Regions from separate parts of the Anas platyrhynchos genome. Here region 2 is linked to region 1. The links are chromatin contacts, called in public Hi-C maps. All regions are on one chromosome and are shown on one strand. Each heading gives the region's core, a stretch centred on a gene start, on an enhancer-like site or on the middle of the called end of the contact. The rest is flanking DNA. Distances are from core to core; before and after follow the strand shown. Region 1 overlaps PPIL2 (peptidylprolyl isomerase like 2). Region 2 overlaps PPIL2 (peptidylprolyl isomerase like 2).

Region 1 (3,457 bases), core at 314-2,813:
AAATAAGGCAATTTACAGTGATGGAAAGAGTTAAAGAACAAAACCAAAACCCAAAACAACCCCCCCCCAAAAACACAGCAGAATCTGATGACTGGCACTAAAGAGATGTTGGCCACCTACTCATTACCAAGAGAACTGGATTATGAGCTAGGATGTTGCTCCAGCTCAATTTCAAAAATCAACAGCTTCTCTCTAGGTTTAGACATGCTGGAGAGTACATGTGCTTCTCACGATATGTTTCACGTACCTTCCAAACACTGTATGCTTCTTGTCCAGATATGCACAAGAGCGGAATGTGATAAAGCTGGAAAGAATAAAGACATAAGGGTTAGAATATTATCTCATTGAAACTCAGCAATAGCAAGCTATGCTTAAAACCAGAAAATGTATGTAACAGCCCTCTGCAAAGAGACAGATTTCTCTCTTTTCTGGAGTCCAGCTGGCCAAATACCCTTTAACTTCTCCGTTTTGTGGGTTTTGTCTTGGATTTGTGGAGTTTGGGCTTCTCATTTTTATGCCTTACTAACATCCCCAAACAGTACTCCAAACATGGTGGTTTGCACCATGTCCAAAAATAATCAGAGCATCTGCCTCCTTGGCCAGGCAGGCTTTGGAAAGCTTACTGCAGGACAGTGATACATGGTTCTTGCTTGAGGAGGACATTTCTTGTGCATGACTGGGAGCTTGTATCCAGCAAATGTAGTTATATAACACAACAACCCTCTGCCAGTGTAAACTTTTATCTTTTTGGATATCTACTATTTGCATTTATATATTTTTTCCATTAAATTGAACCATCTATGATCCATCTCTCCTCTGGAGAGAGAAAATTTGTGTTTTGTTACAAACATGGCAGAAGAACACTTGAAAGCGTCAGAAGCAATGAAAACCTGCGCAACTTGGATTCTTAGTTGTGTGTATGTGTGTTATTTTTAAATTTAAACACAGGAACTGAAATAAAAAATCCAAAGTAATCTTTACTACTAAAGCTTTTCTCTAAAGCTTAATGCTTCTTTGGAAGACCTGGACTAGAAGCGTATGAGACAGAGGTTTCCACTCTGTGGTCTGCAGACCACGATGGCCCACGTTGGCTGGACATGCAGTACTGGCTCTCCTCCCTGTCTCCATCTGTTACACTACATTTGAGACGGCTAAAAATATATAAACATTCCAAAAGCACTTTTCCATATAAGCCACTGCCTCAGGAAGTTATATGATTGCAAATAGGAGGGGCTGCAATCTACTAGTCAATCTATTAAAACGTAGCTTGCCCTAGGAAAGCTTTGAGACGCTGTAAATGCACACTCCCACACAGGGCATACATTACAACTTAGCCTTGTGCATGGATTCTTTGCACCACTTTCTTCTTAGATATCCAAATATGTAGATTAGCAGGTGGTCACTTAAGATAGCATATAGTAATAGATACAGACAGTAACAAAAAAAAAATCTGAGCAGAGGCAAATATTTTGAGAAAGCTCCTCAACCATTACTGCAGTCAAAATAAAATGAAGGACAATGGAATAAATACAACTCAGGGTCATCCAGGGAGAGAAGTCCTCAGCATTACTTGAGCAACCCTTTACACAGGGAACCCAGCTCACTTTGCATTGCAGTGACCACCACCTATGGGGAGAGAACCAGTTCTCAAGGTCACAACAGTTGCCCAAAGTCTCTAAACACTGCCTAGGACATTTTAAATATATAGGCAGCTGGAGTCTCTCAAGGACTTCACGTGTAAAGGAATTTCATATTTCATTTGCAAATTTTAGGGAAGCATTTACAGCAGCAGATGATGTGACTCAATATGGCACATCACTCATGAACTGTCTGTGACTCGTTTCTTGAATACCTCCCCCACCCCCCTTTTTTTAAAGCCTCTACTCTTCCCTAATTTAGCACCTGAGTGCTGGCAGTAACATTCAAATCCAAAATAAGCTCTACAGTAACTCAGTCCTGCAAACTGCCCGACACGTGCTTAGCCTTAAGCACGTGAGTAAGCCTATTAAACACCTCGAGACAAGCGCTTGTGTTTAATTAAATTTAACCACACTGTTGCACAGCTTACCAGCCATAATAATACAAAGCATCATGAAGACCAACACCAAGAGTCCCCTCCCTTGCTACCCAGTCCCAACACATAGCACTGTACACACACACACACACACACACACACACACACACACACAGTCTCCCGGGGTTCCCAATAAAGGTACAAGTTTTTTCTTTGCAGTACCTAGACAGCAACCAAGACACAGATGGCTCAAAGTGACACCGAGCATTTTCAGAAGTCTGCTGGCAAACATCCATATTTATGTTAGATATAAAGTAGGTTATTACAACTTTGATATTTTAAATTTAATTTGTTGTTCTTTCTCCTTCCTTACATAATTCATTTTTTTTCCACATTTTAGTCCTTATTCTGCTTCGCACACTGAAAACCAAGTAATTTTCTATCTCAGATCTTTCACTCTGTCATGCTTGTGTTCTGTAAGTTTGTAGAAATCAGAACTGTTCTTATGTATTTAAAAGCAGACTACTAAAAAGAAGCAATGTTTCTAAGGATTATGGTATGTATTTTATTTCATTAAGTACTCAATAAAAGTTCAATATGGGACTAAATTTAAACAGAGTGCTGAGGTACAATGATTTCACAGGGATAAGAGTGGGGTTACACGAGAAAAAATGGAAACTACAAACCATAAAATAGAAAAGATAAATTAACGATATAATAAACCTACAAGTCTTCTCGACATGCCTCATGGTGCTCTTAGATTGGGTAACAGCAGCTGTAGCAACGCTGTTTTCAATATGCAGCACTTGACAGAATATTTCACTTGACTGAGCTTTAAAGAGTAGCTCATAAAATGTCATTTATTTTCTTAACGGAGCAAGACACAATGTCTAGAGGGAAACAATAAAATACAAAGAGCAAGCGACTACTTACAACTGTGATTTGTTTGTGTTAGGTCCTGAATTGGCCATACTAAGAACACCACGTCCTGTATGGGACAAGTTGGGCTTGAATTCATCTTTAAAAGGTTTTCCCCAGTAAGACTCTCCACCTGAAAGAAGAAAAGACGATAGAAATGATTGCTTTCATTAGCTTCCCAATGCATTCTATAGCAGACACTGACATTAAATTCAAGGTTTCTGGGACTTCTGATTGCTACGTATATAATGTATTCTTACCTCATCCCTACCACTAGGCTAGTATCTGAGCATGCCCTTGAAATCAAATGTTTGTAACCGTCAATACAATTCTGTGCCCCCACACCACTATCAACTGCAACAGATGAGACTGTTTATCAACAGCATTATATATCGTGTGCCAAAGAACTGTCAAGGATTTAATTTTTTACTGCTGGTCCACCACAATTTTTCTTTTTTGAGACATTAAATCTTTAAAAGTGGCTTCCTCACAAAACAGAGCAAAGAATTACTAGTTTAATTGCGC
Region 2 (3,457 bases), core at 411-2,910, 45 kb after region 1:
AAACTCCTGTACAGACTTTAAAGGCTGCAAAAGCTGCACTACACTGTCTCATCTGTCAAAGTTAGAGGTGCTGCCAAGTCCTTGGACTCTTACACTGTACCCAGGGAAATCGTACAGTATTTCAGGTCACCTCTCTCCATCATGGAGAACAAGGTTAGTTTTCAGCATCACTTACTCATGCTGTATCAACTCCCCGTGTTGGCATTTGTTCCTCACCAAGACAAGCTCTTACACAGTCTTCCATGTCAACAGTAAATAAAAAAATAGCAATTTTCATATAAGAGTTGAAACACATGCACTGCCTGGACTCTTTTTTTCCAGGATAAGAGCTTGGTATGATGAAGTGCTGCATGGACATCAAATGCTGATGGCCTTGGACCAGACTCCTACCAAACCCGTGGAAAGTGGCCTTGGCATGTCAACTCTTGAGCAGCACCGTGCTTCAGCTCAGCTGGCAACAGCTACCCCCTGAGCCCTCCCCTGTATCACGAGGGAACTTCCTCCTACTGATAAAGGACGTTGTTTGTGCAATCTATTTATGGAGAGGCATGGAAACGGGCTGAGCCTTGTCTATGAGAAAATGTGTGAAAAATCTAATCAGGGCAACAGCTCAGAAATATTTTGAGAAGTTGATGAACGCATCTAATGCAAGGAAAGACAGGAAAGGGATTTGTCAAAGGAGATCTCTGGAGCACCAGAACAGCAAAACCAGGCTCTGATTTGCTACAAGAGATTGCCATGGCCTACCGAGGCAGCAGCATTGGGCAACTCTGCACAAAGTACACTCGGAGGGGGAGCCCAGCCCGCAGGACAGGACTTCCAGCAGGTCTGATTCTGAAAGGTGCACACATCACAGAGGAAACTGTGAAAGAACATGAGACACACATCTCTATCTTATCTCCCCTGCCCCACCCCGAGTTTTTCATTTCATTTGAAAATAAGGTTATCTCGCATGTGGGTGAATCTTCTTTTATTTATTCTCCATCAAAAAAAAGCCCAAGCTTCCTAAACACTGCCAGGGTTTGTTGCCATGGAAATGACCATTACACCGTAAACAGGCACCAGCCCTCACGAGAAGAGACAGCAGGAGTGAATGAGCCCTTAAATGAGTTAAAGTACTTGCTTTCCTGAATTCCATATTAGCAATAAAACGTGAGGGAGCTCGAATATTGAATACACTGCTGCTCAGAACTGTTTCTGACCCGAGTTTCCTCCCCATTCATCCAGTTTCAGTCAATTTCCAGTGAAGAAAGGAAGGAAAAAAGCAATGGTTATTAAAAAAAACCACTTGATCTAATTAAAATTCTAAATTCATAATAAAAAAGAAAGGCCACAAGCATGCGCCACTTCCCCTAAGCAGAAACAAGAGCTGTATATTCGCTTCTAAAAATATTTTATGCAGGAATGCTGGAAAGCAGACGCATTTAACGGCATGTAATGCCAGCTGCTCCACAGCAAGGAAGAGCTACAAAACAAACCCAAAACCCATGCGAGCTTTTTCCTCGGCTGACTCCTCTCTCGCAGGCACGCTTCCACAAAGGCAGCCAAGGCTACTTTTGGCCATGACCTACTTTCTGGCAGCGGCGAGAAGCCCCACCGCCCTGCTCTCATCTGTCAGCTGACACCGCTCGGTCCTGCGGGATACCAAAGGGCAACCTCCTCTCCTGATACCCAGTGCAGAGGTTATTACGAAGCGTAGGTTAGTGGGGCACTGTGGCAGTTAGCAGATGAAGTACGCCGATTGTTTCAAATTAAATCATTCTTTGTCATCGCTGTGTCTCTCATGAAGATATGACCTACAATCCTCGTGCATCAATTAGTTACACTCTCTGAGTCCCTTCGGTCTGTGGCAGCATGTTCTTTTTTGTTAATGAGGCTCTGACCCCGTTGGATACACACCAGCCGAAAAACAATCAAAATGGGCTCATTTGATTCTCTAACTGCACATGGTTAGAGTTGGTGACGTGCAGCAGGAGTTGTATTTAGTAAATACAGACCTCACCACTCTGTCAGCTTTAACAGAGTTCCTAATTACTTCAGAACTGGACACTCTTCCTAATGGCCTCTGGCAGGAACACACAGTAATCCAGTGAAGCTATCCCAGGGAAAAATTAGTGTGTCACACCTGAACTCGTTGACAACACGAGGACAAAATCATCCGGTGCTGGCATGGCTACGTGGGTGGTTCTCATCCCACCAAAACAAGCAATGTGGAGTTAACTCAAATAGAAAAAAAAGCCAAACCAAATGCTAATAATGAAACACAATGCTGCCTACCAAGTAGCAAATTTAACTTCACACAAGCAGATTGATTTTGTATTAAATTCTTTGATTCCTTTAGAGGTGACACTTCTTACTCTCTGTATGCAACTTCCCATTTCAAGAAGCCCTCATATAATTTTTCCTGCTATAAAACCATCAAGAAATATGGTATTATTAATTGAATGTTTGAATATTATTTGAATAACTCCACGTATACTTTTATTTATTTCAGATCTTGTAAATGGATTTAATGATGACAAAAAGTCACTGGAAATTCTTAGCAAGTCTACACTTCATGGGATGGGAAACAGCAGTACTGGTTTAATTAGGTAAACTACATTCATGTAGTTCAATGTTTCATGGAAAAATTGGGGTCTGTGGCCAAAAAGACAGAATAGTCTTCTGGTTCAAGCTATGGTTTCTATGTTCAGTTCAACAGCATAAGTATATTTGTCACATGCACAACACCTACCAAGTACTAAGAAAATACCCTCAATTCACATTCTTGTGTGAAACTGCTGCTTTAACCGTGGCTTTCACCCTGCTACTGAACTGGTATGGAAATGGACACAAAAGATCCTTCGTTACCCACTTCCAGACCACTGAATTTCCATATTTAAATTTTAATTAAACTGACACCATATGGTCACCAAACCCTTGTCCATAGAACCATACAGATACGCTTAATAACACACATGGCTCGCAGATACCAGCAATAATGTTGCCGTATCAAAGAGCGCATTAGCAGAAATTACCATGAGATAAAGATGTACTGTTTCTTGTGTAAGATTAAATCTGCAGTCTTAATGTGCCCGGAAGTCTATCAGTCCAGAGATAAGCAGCCAAATACAACATGGCTTATGGACAATAAAACTATGCAGAAGGATCGAAAATCTAGTCTCCAATTTTAGTGAAAAATAGGCAAGCAGTGATCTGTGGGAACCTCATGCTGCATCTCATTTAAGGCTGAAGTGTTTCACAGTTGCTAGTTTTTCGAGTGTCACAATCACAAAAACCCATCCAATGTGCACACTTCCACCAAAACAAGGAAAAGGATAAAAAGAGACCATCTGTTCAGTCCGTAAAACCTAGATGTAAATACATTTTTGCTGTAAGGGAAATAATACATTAGAAATAATGCTAGACACATTTATCTGTGTCCAGAGCTGGCTTACTGGATAAAACACTGCCTACC

What was found. Hi-C and Micro-C count contacts between places; a contact is called where the count stands out from the background.
Region 2: a contact with region 1 is called in a Hi-C map of F5 follicle, with 1.9 times the contacts expected there. The contact joins two enhancer-like sites. A contact is called at or near these places in 4 of 8 Hi-C or Micro-C datasets (F1 follicle, F5 follicle, skeletal muscle and 1 more).

The regions. Positions count from the first base shown.
Region 1 is chr16:10,223,053-10,226,509 of IASCAAS_PekinDuck_T2T, forward strand. It overlaps PPIL2 (peptidylprolyl isomerase like 2), which reads right to left. Exons shown (of 20, transcript XM_027469628.3): 15 at 2,948-3,065; 16 at 248-304. Among named protein-coding and RNA genes, the nearest start is that of YPEL1, 53 kb to the left of the region's middle. Within about 2 kb of position 1,564, at least 4 of the 8 cell types and tissues checked have an H3K27ac peak or open chromatin away from gene starts, as enhancers often do. A contact at or near this core is called in F1 follicle, F5 follicle and small yellow follicle, where this site is marked.
Region 2 is chr16:10,267,596-10,271,052 of IASCAAS_PekinDuck_T2T, forward strand. All of the region lies in intron 5 of PPIL2 (peptidylprolyl isomerase like 2), which reads right to left. Among named protein-coding and RNA genes, the nearest start is that of PPIL2, 13 kb to the right of the region's middle. Within about 2 kb of position 1,661, at least 6 of the 8 cell types and tissues checked have an H3K27ac peak or open chromatin away from gene starts, as enhancers often do. A contact at or near this core is called in F1 follicle, F5 follicle and small yellow follicle, where this site is marked.